Linked DNA regions of Sus scrofa: region 1 is linked to region 2. A link is a contact called in public Hi-C data. All regions are on one chromosome and are shown on one strand. Each heading gives the region's core, a stretch centred on a gene start, on an enhancer-like site or on the middle of the called end of the contact. The rest is flanking DNA. Distances are from core to core; before and after follow the strand shown. Region 1 overlaps YIPF1 (protein YIPF1). Region 2 holds the start of LRRC42 (leucine-rich repeat-containing protein 42).

Region 1 (5,721 bases), core at 2,214-4,713, 94 kb after region 2:
AAAGAGGTGAAGGTGTGTTGTAAGGGTGAGTGATCAGGACAGTTATCATCGGAAAGGCAGGGAGAGGAAGTGGCAGAGGAGTTACTTGAGCTGAGGGGCACCAGCCGAACCAGGCAGCTTGGTCTTCTCGCTTGCCCCTGGGGAACACGGATTGTTGCTTTTGCCTCAGTGTAGTGAAGCACATGACAGCCCTGCACCTGCTGAGGGCCCCTGGGCACTGGTGCCTGTGCACTTTCTCTACGTTGGGCCTGGGACGCACCTGCAGGGGTGACTGACGAGGCGCTAGAGGGTGCATCTTTGGTTGGTGTGTTTGGAGATGTACAAGCCTGTGTTCCTGCTGCGAGTTGAGGGTCTGTGCCCTCGTGTTTGTGGAATTAATGATTCATAGAAATATAACTTAGAGATTTTTTTTTTAGTCCTTTCATTTTATAAATAAGACTTGTCCAAAGTCATAGTGCAAGTTACTAGCAGAGCCAGATTTATCTTTTTTTTTTTTTTTTTTCAACTGCACCCGTGGCACGTGGAAGTTACTGAGCTAGGGATTGAACCTGAGCCCCAGGAGTGACAGTGCCAGCTCCTTAACCTGCTGAGCCACCAGGGAACTCCAGAGCCAGGTTTAGAAGCTAGGCCTCTTGCTCATTCTGGTGAAGATTTCCTCTAGGATCCTGGAAGAGGGTCATTGTTCCTGCATCCTGGGGGCTTCTTGGCTCTGTGGTCCTGCAGGATAACTGGAGGGGCCCGGGACTAGCCGCATGGCCCCTGCTCCCGCTTAATGAGGGACTGTTTTCTTCCTTCTTAGAAAACAGCTGCTGGGAGAGACCTTGGGGAGGAAGACTTTTAAAACTGAAAGAATTGGGAGTTCCTGTCGTGGCGCAGTGGTTAACGAATCCGACTAGGAACCATGAGGTTGTGGGTTTGGTCCCTGTCCTTGCTCAGTGGGTTAACGATCCAGCGTTGCCGTGAGCTGTGGTGTAGGTTGCAGACGCGGCTCGGATCCCTTGTTGCTGTGGCTCTGGCGTAGGCCGGTGGCTACGTCTCCGATTGGACCCCTAGCCTGGGAACCTCCATATGCTGCGGGAGTGGCCCAAGAAATAGCAAAAAAAAGACCAAAAAAAAAAAAAAAAAAACTGAAAGAATTGCTCTGGGCTGTTATTAGAGGGACTCTGCAGCTAGAAACTTTGAAATGGACTGAAGAGTTAACTGGAAATAGAAATTTTGTGGGGGGTGGCGAAACTCCAGTGTGTGGTGTTGGTGCCCCCTTCTGGCTGAAAGAGAGCAGAGCTGGTGAAGTGGTTATTGCCTTACTGGCTTATCTTTCTTACCTTCCTGAGGCCTCAGCTCCGAGGCAGGGAGTCCTGCACAGGCAGGGGTCCCTGATTTATTAACAGGGTCATCTGTCCTTTCAACAGCCTCTGTTCATGGCTAGTGAGATTGGTATTTTCCTGGGCTCAAGTGAAGCGGCTCAGACCCCAAAGCAGGTGGAAAGATCCTCCCTGATGTTTTCCGTCTTCCACCTCCTTCTGATTTTTGACAGTTAAATTGTAGATGGTGAGTGGAAGCACTTACCAAACCTTTCATTTCCAAGCGGAAGAATCAGGCCGTAAGGGCTGCCTGGCCCTTTCTTTGAAAGGTCTTTACGGGGAGCCGGCTGGTTGAGCAGCAGTCTCTCCGGGTTCAGTTCATTAAGTATTGATTGTTTACACGGTGTGCCAGGCTCTGTTCGAGGGGCTGGGGACACAGGGACAAGAAGGACACAGAGACTGTTCGAAGTGGTGATTAACAGCTTGCGTCAGGAAGACCCAGCGTTGAGCCCAGGGGCACCCCTCGCCAGCCACATGCACCCGATCGAATAGTGGCTTCTGAGTCTCCGTTTCTTCACCTGTCAGATGAGGGTCGTGAAAACGCTTCTCCAGGTAGTTATGCGGATTAGGTCCTATGTGGCAAGCATTCCGTCAGCGGCAGCGAAATTGAAAAAGCCACACACAGTTGAGTGAGAGACCAGACAGTTCGGCGTGCTGGCTAGTGTGCTGGGGGAAATGTAGGGGCCACGAGAGCCCAGAGGCGCTGTTAGCCTGGAGTCTCGGACGCTTGCCTGGGCCATTGTTTTCTTTTCTTTTTTTTTTTTTATTTTATTTTCCCACTGTACAGCAAGGGGGTCAGGTTATCCTTACATGTATACATTACAATTACAGTTTTTCCCCCACTATTTCTTCTGTTGCAACATGAGTATCTAGACATAGTTCTCAATGCTATTCAGCAGGATCTCCTTGTAAATCTATTCTAGGTTGTGTCTGATAAGCCCAAGCTCCCGATCCCTCCCACTCCTTCCCCCTCCCATCAGGCAGCCACAAGTCTCTTCTCCAAGTCCATGAGTTTCTTTTCTGAGGAGATGTTCATTTGTGCTGGATATTAGATTCCAGTTATAAGTGATAACATATGGTATTTGCCTTTGTCTTTCTGGCTCATTTCACTCAGGATGAGATTCTCTAGTTCCATCCATGTTGCTGCAAATGGCATTATGTCATCCTTTTTTATGGCTGAGTAGTATTCCATTGTGTATATATACCACATCTTCCGAATCCAATCATCTGTCGATGGACATTTGGATTGTTTCCATGTCCTGGCTATTGTGAATAGTGCTGCAATGAACATGCGGGTGCATGTGTCTCTTTTAAGTAGAGCTTTGTCCGGATAGATGCCCAAGAGTGGGATTGCGGGGTCATAGGGAAGTTCTATGTATAGATTTCTAAGGTATCTCCAAACTGTTCTCCATAGTGGCTGTACCAGTTTACATTCCCACCAGCAGTGCAGGAGGGTTCCCTTTTCTCCACAGCCCCTCCAGCACTTGTTATTTGTGGATTTATTAATGATGGCCATTCTATTTTCTAACGCCCCTCGTGGGTCTCCTTTCCCTGCAGGCCTACTTTTTTGATGCACCAGAGATGGACCATCTCCCACCAGCCACCGCAGCTCCAAACCAAACAGTTGCAGCAGTCAAGTCCAGCTAAAGAGGAAAGGGAGCGATTGTATTTGCATCTCCTCGCGGTGAGGTACAGTCAAAACGGGCAGGTGTCGCAGGTGTCTGGCTGTGAGCATCCCAAACTGGGAGGGCCAGGCCCTTTGAGCATCCTCACAACGCCGTGTGGGGTGTGCCCCTCTTGCCGAGGGTTCGGTTGGGAAATCTGCCTCCTCTGGCTTTGTACGTTTGGGAAGCAGGCGCCTTGGAGTCTCCTGTAAGGAGGGTTCCTGCCTTTCGGCCCCAGCTTCCCCTCTCCTCTCCTCCCCGTTCCCTTCCCAGCAGCACAGTTGGGTTTGTTCCATTGGCTTATAGTCCTATGATTGTTTTTTCCTCCAGTTTCTCTGTGACTTCTCAGGCTGGCCTCAGACCCTGAGTGTGACTGTTCTTGAATTACTCATGCAGTTCTCCCAAGCTTACCAGTTCTCATGCTCAGTTTGCTCTCGGGCCCCTTTGATGAGTCCACTGTGGGCAGCTAGCTCGGGGCCGGACTGCAGGAACGGGACCCCGTGCCTCCCTGGCTGGTCTCTCGCCCCCTGTTCCACCTCCTCAGTGTACCGAGCCTTCGCACGTGCTCATCAGTTGTCTGAAACGCTCCTTCCCTTCCAGTCGTCATCACTTACTTTGTGATCCCGTTACACCTTGTACCTGTTCACTGTCAGTGTGTCCATCTGCCTGTCCATTTGTTCACTCTTTTATTTATCCATTTGTTCTCCTTGTACTAGAATGTCCCCCCAGTTAGACTCAGCCTCGTAAGAGCAAGAACAAAGAGGGCATGTTTTTTGTATCTTCATTGCTCACCACATGACCTGGTATACAGTAGGTACTCAGTAAACGTTTATGGCATGAATGAAGCCGCACTCTGCACGTGAGCTCCCTAAAGAACCTTTATCCTATTTTGTAATCATGTGCTGATCTTTCTGCCCAAACTGCTGTCTCCCAGAGCAACAGGGTGTGGTCCAAAGACCAGGGCCTTTAGAGTCAAATAGAATTAAAATTAAATCCTTGCCTTGCCATGTACTGTCAGTGTGCCTGAGACAAAGAGCTTATTCTCTCTGTGCCTCAGCTAACTTCACTATGAAATAAGGGTGATACGTCTATAGGCATACCTTGGAGTTATTGTCGGTTTGATTCTAGACCACTGGAGAAATGCAAGTATTGCAATAAAGCAAGTCACACGAGTCTTTTGGTTTCCCAGTTCATATAAGAATTATATTCATAGGAGTTCCCATCATGGCTCATTGGTTAGTGAACCCGATTAGCATCCATGAGGACCTGGGTTCGATCCCTGGCCTCAGTCAGTGGGTTAAGGATCTGTCGTAGCCATGAGCTGTGGTGTAGGTTGCAGACTCTGCTTGGATCCAGCATTGCTGTGGCTGTGGTGTAGGCTGGCAGCTGCAGCTCTGATTCAACCCCTAGCCTGGGAACTTCCATACGCTGTGGGTACAGCCCTAAAAAGACAGGCACACAGAAAAATCTGTATTGCTCAAAAATGCTGACCATCATTTGACCTCCAGTGAATTGTAGTAGTAATACAAAAGACACTGATCAGGAGCTCCTGTCGTGGCTCAGCAGTTAATGAGTCCAACTAGTATCCATGAGGACGCAAGTTCGATCCCTGGCCTGGCTCAGTGGGTTAATGATCTGGCGTTGCCAGGAGCTGTGGTGTAGGTCTCAGACATAGCTCAGATCCCACGTTGCTGTCTGGCAGCTATAGCTCTGTTCGACCCCTAGCCTGGGAACCTTCATATGCCACGGGTGCGGCCCTAAAAAGACAAAAGACCAAAAAAAAAAGATCACTGATCAGAGATCCCCATAACAAATATAGCAATAATGAAAAAGTTTGAAATATTGTAAGAATTACCAAAATGTGACACAGAGATAAATGCCCTTAGGAAAATGGTACTGGTAGACTTGCTCAATGCAAGGTTGCCACAGACTTTCAATGTATAAAAAACAACAGCATCTGCAAAGCATAATAAAGTGAAGTTCCGTTAATCGAGGTGTGCATTTATATTTTAAGACTGTAGTGAAGATTAGAGATCATGTTTATAAAAGCTCCCGGCACACAGCTATTATGGGCAGTAATAGACTCAAGCTGCTCCCTCTCTGAGAATAGGTCACTAATTTGTGTTGGAATTTGATGGTTCATACTGGCTTTATGGTGACTTTTCATTTCCTTTTTGTAAAACACATGGAGATTTCCCCTCTCAATTAAGAAATTTAGGGTGCCAGCCCTACGAGGTGACAAGTTGTGATTACTCAAACAAAGGTCCTGCCAGTGGCCTTGTTGCTAAGACAGTCCTGGCCAATGGCATGACTAGGGGACCACGGAAACATCAGAGCCCGCTTCCCCCCTTCCTCTCCTCACTTGGTACCGTGATGATAGAATAAAAGGAGATCTGAGCCCATGGAGATGCAATGTGCTTCCCTCCTCTTTTGATAGTGAGGTAGCTGAGGCCAAGGGAGGACAGTGCCCGGTCCATGGCCACCCCAGGTTTGGAGGCAGGCAGACTAACGTGTATCATATCCTGTTTCAGAAAGCACTGTCCAGGTCACTCTCACTGGCCGCTCTTACCAGCCATGTTGTCCCCACTCTCTCGATGGGGAAGCTGGGCTTAGTCAGTCTGAGGTCACTAAGATCACCTCCCTCTTAGAGGCAGAGCTGGGACTTAAACTCAGGTCTTGAGGAACCAATTCCTGAG
Region 2 (6,104 bases), core at 186-2,685:
GAAAGTAGTTCCAAACCACCAATAACTAACAATCTTTTTTTTTTTTAAAAAATAACTAACAATCTTATACTGTTCTGGGTCACCGCCATTATTCAGTTTTCAACGCATTATTTCTTTTTTCCTGTAACTTGCACTTCCCTACCTGCCTTCTCACCCATACGTAGCTCCTACTTCCCTCTTGGAACAGGCCGATCTCTCCTACGTTCTGACCCTGGACAGTTTTTTCCACTTGCCAACTCCAGAGTACCACACACAAAATCCAATCTCCACACCAAGGATCCTAACCCTCTCCCTTCCTCCACTCCCAGCTACCCTGCCCCCACCTCTCCAACCTCCCGCCCTACCCATCCTTCCAGGACCCTTCTGAAATGTGGCTCCCCCATCCCTCCGACCCAATCCCACCGTCACCCGGCTCCTTCCTTCCTAGACCATTCCACCCCCACCCACTCTCATCCCTATGCACTCCTGCTCTGTCCTTCACCATGTATTCGCCCCTTCCTCCCACTTCGCTGAGATTCCCTCTCCCAGGACCCCAATCTCTCCATCTTTTCCTTGTCTTCTGCCCTCAACCTTCAAGATCTCCTTTCTTCACGCCTCACTAAAGCCCAACTTCACAATCCGCGGCCCCAACTTTTCCTCCCTACCCCCAAGACCCCACCCCTTCTCCCATTCCAGTCCTAGACCCTTCCCTCTTGGCACCCCTCAATCCGATTCCCTCTTCCCCTCCTTCGCCAGCACTGCAATCCTCCACCTCGGTCGAAATTCCCACGCATGCCCCTCCTCAAATTCACCCAAGCTAATCCTTCTCCCTTCTCCCACCCAGGCCTGAACCCCAATCTTCACACGCCCTCATACACTCCCCCAGCACCCCAATTCTACCCTTAAACCCACCTCTGACACCCCTATATCCTCATCTCCACATCTTTCACCAACCACACCCCAGCTTCGTCCCTTTCGATCTCCCCCTCCCCCATCCCACCCCTCCCTCAAACCCCGCACCCGCCCCATTCTCAGCCCTGGGCTACGTGAGAGGCCCAGCCCGCGGTCGCCACCTACCTGTACCCCCGCCTGGGGCAGCCCGGCAGCTCCTCGGTGGCAGGTCCCTCCTCCCGCGGCGCGGCAGAGGGGGGAAGCGGCTCCGCGCCCCCGGCACAAAGCTGAGGAGGGTGGGACAGAGAGTGGGCGGGAGGAGGGAGGGGGCTGGGGGCGACCTGGCGCCTTGGGACCGCGGGGCCGGCGGGGGCGGAGGGAAGACTGGGCAGGGGAGGCGCGCTTGCGCGCGAGACCCGGCATGAGGGGCGGAGCCGGGCCTGGAGGCGGGACCGGGCCCCGGGCTGGCGACCTGAGGGCCTAGGGCTCGAGCCGGGAGAGGTGGGGACTGCGCGTGCGTGTTCGCACGAAGGCGGGTCTCTTGGGTCTCGCAGGCCCCTGGGATCAAGCTGAGCTGGGGGAGGGTAGGCAGCGCGTGCTCAGGGCTTACCTAGGGACAGGCCCTTGGGCGGGGCTGCGGAACTCAGCCCGCGAACCAAAGATCACGGGGGCGTGGCCTGGGGCGTGGCCTATGGGAGGGTGGAGCATCAGGCCGGGAGAAGAGCTGAGCGCTCTGGGGATCTCGAGGAGGCTGGGCGGGAGGGAGGCGGGGCTGGGGAATGGGGCGCGCAACGCAGGGTGGGGCGAGACGGGGCGGGGTCTGAGGGAGGGGTGGAGCATAGAGCCGGGAGTAGATTCTGCGCAGCAGCCAGCGAACTCCTAGGAGGCCGGCGGAGAGGGGAGAGGCGGAGTTGTGGGCAGGGCGGTAGAGAGAAACGAAGCTCGACTGTAAGCGCGTTTGTCGCTAACCGGAGGCCTAGGCGATCCGGGCTTTGTGGCTCGCCCGGCACCTTGGGAGGTGGGACCCTGGCTGGGCGAGGCCGACAGAAGGGGATGCTGGTGGAGGAGGGAGCGAGCGAGCGAGCGTGGCGGGGGTTGTGAGGGGACGCGCGGCGCGGAGGCGGATCGCCGGGGTCGCTGAGGCTTGGCTCGTGAGGGGACCGGGAAGGGGGAAGTCTGACGCAGGTCTCTTCGAAGTACCAGAGAACCAGCGCACGAACTTTTTCTAGGCCTGATAAAATGTTTTGACCCCCCCACACACAAAGGGAAAATCAATTCCAAGTCGAAATTATAAGTGTATGAAAATGAAACCTATCCACTGGAACGTAAGTTCATACTTCAGAATTATGTTTGACATAAGATGTGGGTTCATTTAAGATATTTTATCTAGTTTGGCGCCAGGAGTCCAAAGTTATGAATGTTCAGGGCCCATGGAGGTCTCGAAATGGCCTTGAACTGAAGAGAAGGGTTTGGGATGGAGGGGAAAATGTGGGGTCAGGGCTGATTGCCTTTCAAGTGATATGCCAAGCTATAGGCCCTGGCTGGCACTGGGGAGAGGGAGGATGGCGCTTCTCGAATTTACACACGTTCCCGGTGGATGATGTAATGGGACAGGGTTTGAGGAATCAAAGAGTTACCAGAAGCTAGTGGCTGGTCGGGGAGAAGGTGAACTGAAGACTTGGCGCAGAGAGGTTTGCGGAAAGAAAGGACATGCGAACTGGAGGTGAAAGGGTGGATAAATGGCACTGGGACAAGATAAGGCATCTAAGGCATCACCACCAGTCCAATTGAGAACCACTGAACTATAGGCTAAAGCCTACTCTCTTTACCTGACTTTCAAGTATTTGTATTATCTGCTCCTAATCTACCTTTCCTAGAATTCAAGTCATTCTAAAGGAACCCCAGTGCAAGAATTCTTTCTTTAGTTTCTTTCATAGGTTATTACCTTTTCTTGTACACTTCCAGGATTGGAAAAGATTAAAAATCTTCTCTTTGCTAGAAATTTCTTATATCTATGATGTCATCCAGCTTAAAATTCATGTTTGTTTGTTTATTTATTTTGCCCATGCCTGCAGCATGTGGAAGTCCCTAGGCCAGGAATCGAACCCATACCACAGCAGCAACCCAAGCTGCTGCAGTGACAATGCCAAATCTTCAATCCATGGCACCACAGAGAACTCTGGAATTCATATTTGTTGAGTGCATTTCTCCCTGTTATTATCATCAGTTATTAGTGAAAAATTCTAATACTTTTTACATTTGAAGACTTGTGATGTTAAAACTTGTAGTCACATTTCTCTCACTAAATTATCTCTCCTTGAAACAATATTCTTTCAACTTCCTCCATTTAATGTAGCTTATATATCATCATGAAATTTTTGCACTCCTCTGAACAATGTAAAGCCTGACAGTGTCTTACTTAAAATATGCTAATTGGAACCGAACAGAGTATTCTAGGTGTGGTTCACTATTAGCATGTAACATACTAAGTTACTAGTTTCATGGTTGTCCATCTTCCTTGACACTGAGCTTGAAGGCAAAAACCAAGCCTTGGTCACCATCTTTGTCTTAGATTTACTGTAGTCAAAGGTGACGACATAGTATCTTTGCATTACTAGTGCAGTGTCTGGCCCTTAGTTGGTTTTCAAAGATTTCGATAGAAGGTGGTTCCTTCTTAACTCCAATAATATAATCTAAAATAACATTCCTTTGCCTTATAGTGACTTTGCAATCAACTAATCCTCTATATTTTACACATAGAGATGAAGGATTGGCAAGGTTTTTCTCTAAAGGGCCAGATAATAGATATTTTAGGCTTTATGAGTCTGTCACAAACATTCAACTCTGTCACTATAGCACAAAAGTAGCCACAGACAATATATACATGAATGAGCATGGCCATTTCCAATAAACCTACTCATTGACACAAAGCTGCAAATTTCCTATCTCATATGATTTTCATGTGCCACAAAATACTATATTGATTTTGAAAAATATTTTAAAATGTAAAAAGCATTCTTAGCTGATGGGCCATACAAAAACAGGTGTCAGGCTAGATTTGACTTATAGGCAATAGTTTCCCAATCCCTGATCTAAACCGTTCTTCATGTGATTGATTTTTTTTTTTTTTTTTTTTTTTTTTTTGTCTGTTTTAGGACCACACCGGGGGCATATGGAGGTTCCCCGGCTAGGGGTCAAATCAGAGCTGTAACCGCTGGCCTACACCGCATTTGTAACCTGCACTACTCTCAGCAATGCCGGATCCTTAACCCACGGTTCGAGCCCAGGGAGTGAAACTCTGTCCTCATGAATACTAGTCAGATTCATTTCCACTGAGCCATGGTGGGAACTCCTGATTTTTTAAGTCTGAGTACAGGCCTTTACTGTTATCCTTATTCAGTATCTTAGTCATTGCAACCCATTTTTCTAGCTTGCTCAGTTCTTGTGTGCTAATTCTAGCATATTAGCTGATATCCCAGCTTTGTGTCATCTGCAAAACTGATAAAACAAACTTTTTCTATCCTTAATAATGAAAATGTTGAATGGGATAAGGATAAAGGTCTTCCACAGTTCATTTTGTCCCATTAATCATTATTCTTTGAGGATAGCCATTCCAAGAATTATAAACAATCTACCTCAAGTACTGCCTGTCACCTATCCCACATTTCTTCATCTAGTCCACAGGTTATCTGAGATGCTTTGAAATTTTCTTGAAGTGTTCAGAGCATTCAGAAGTAATAGGAAGTAACTCTATCAAACAAAAAGAAATATATAGATTTGGTATAACATGTACTAAAGTTACTGTTGCTTTCTAGTTTTACTACCTTCTTGTTTAGATTTTCAAGGACATGCTTTTAATGATGAAATTTAGCAATTTTAGAATTTTTGTTGAGAATTAACATCCAAGTACATCAATCTCTATTTCCAAGAATTCACCGTATTTTTTCTCTTCAAACTAAGAGTTAACAATGTTCAAGCAACAGCAGTTCTCTGGTATCAATAGTATTAAAAGCTGTGTAAGATTGGCAAGAAAAAAGGCGAAATAAAATCATATTATCATGTATGCCTTTTTCCTTCAATCTTGCCACAGCTTTTAATACTAAATACTAGATTTTAAAATTATAATAGAAAATGAGCTTTATCCCAATAAATATACAAAATAAGAAGAAATAGATAGTTTTCTCCAAATATAAATTTCAAAATTGACTCAAGAAGATATAGAAAGCCGAAAGAGACTTATTGAACTTGAAATAGTAAAAATGCTATAAACACTTTACTGGGCTTATAGGATCCGATAACACCCATCTTATATAAATTCTTCTAACAAAAAGAAAAATAGGGGAAACACTAAGATTGTTTATGTTGGGAGTACAGTCTAAATTCCAAATCCAGATATAATATTGAAAAAAAAAAAGCAAGCAGCAAGGGATATGTACACTGTGACAACATCTAAGTTTTTAAAAGAACTGTGCATACTGATCCATATATGATAAAAGTATAAAAACATGGGAAGGATATTCACCAGTTTCGGAATAGCTGTTACCACTGGGCAAGGAAGGGTATAAAGACAGGAGCTACTTATTTCTTTAAAAAAAATTTGAAGTGGACATACTGAAATGTTAACATTTCTCAAATCTGTGAAGTAGGTACATAATTGTTTAATGTAAGACATCCACTATAGCTTGTTGTTTGTTTATTTGAAATAGTTTTATTTTTTAAAAAAGTTAAACTGGGGCTTAGTTTGTGTATTGGAAGTCTTTCTTCCTTTTCCAAACATTCTTCATCTTTTAATTCTTTGTAGATACAGCTTGCCCGGTCGCCTTGCATCTGCATTATTGGTTTGTGCCCTATCACTGCAGATCAAGGAGGGTGAGTTCTGGTGTACTCTTTCTCTAGTCTTCCTTCTGTCAGCTCAACAGTATCTTCTCAGGATGCTTTTTTTCAAACTTAAATCTACAACAGAGATGCCTTTAAGTTCATGGACCAAATGACTGAATTAGAATTTAAAAATTGGAGTTCCTATCCTGGTACATTGGGTTAAGAATCCAACTGCAGCAGCTCGGGTCCCTGCAGAGCTGTAGGTTTGATCCTCAGCCCCGTGTCCTGGGTTAAAGGATCCAGCATTGCCTCAGCTGCAGCTTGCTGCTTGGGTTGAATCCTTGGCCCGGGAACTTCCACGTGCCACAGGTGCATCCATAAAAAAATAAAAAATAAATGGATAAACAATTGAAGGA

The links. Hi-C and Micro-C count contacts between places; a contact is called where the count stands out from the background.
Region 1: a contact with region 2 is called in a Hi-C map of subcutaneous adipose tissue, with 1.9 times the contacts expected there. The contact joins the enhancer-like site here to the promoter of LRRC42 in region 2. A contact is called at or near these places in 12 of 47 Hi-C or Micro-C datasets (blood, embryonic fibroblasts, fetal liver and 7 more) and 2 of 2 datasets of contacts at active chromatin or transcription factors (alveolar macrophages and skeletal muscle).

What each region holds. Positions count from the first base shown.
Region 1 is chr6:158,429,063-158,434,783 of Sscrofa11.1, forward strand. YIPF1 (protein YIPF1) reads left to right here. Exons shown (of 11, transcript XR_002345188.1): 10 at 2,919-3,050. Among named protein-coding and RNA genes, the nearest start is that of NDC1, 27 kb to the right of the region's middle. Within about 2 kb of position 3,464, at least 4 of the 83 cell types and tissues checked have an H3K27ac peak or open chromatin away from gene starts, as enhancers often do. A contact at or near this core is called in retroperitoneal adipose tissue and subcutaneous adipose tissue, where this site is marked.
Region 2 is chr6:158,336,867-158,342,970 of Sscrofa11.1, forward strand. LRRC42 (leucine-rich repeat-containing protein 42) reads right to left here and starts at 1,436. Exons shown (of 8, transcript XM_021096606.1): 1 at 1,057-1,436. HSPB11 (intraflagellar transport protein 25 homolog) reads left to right here and starts at 1,916. Exons shown (of 7, transcript XM_013999370.2): 1 at 1,916-2,195. The coding sequence starts at 2,169.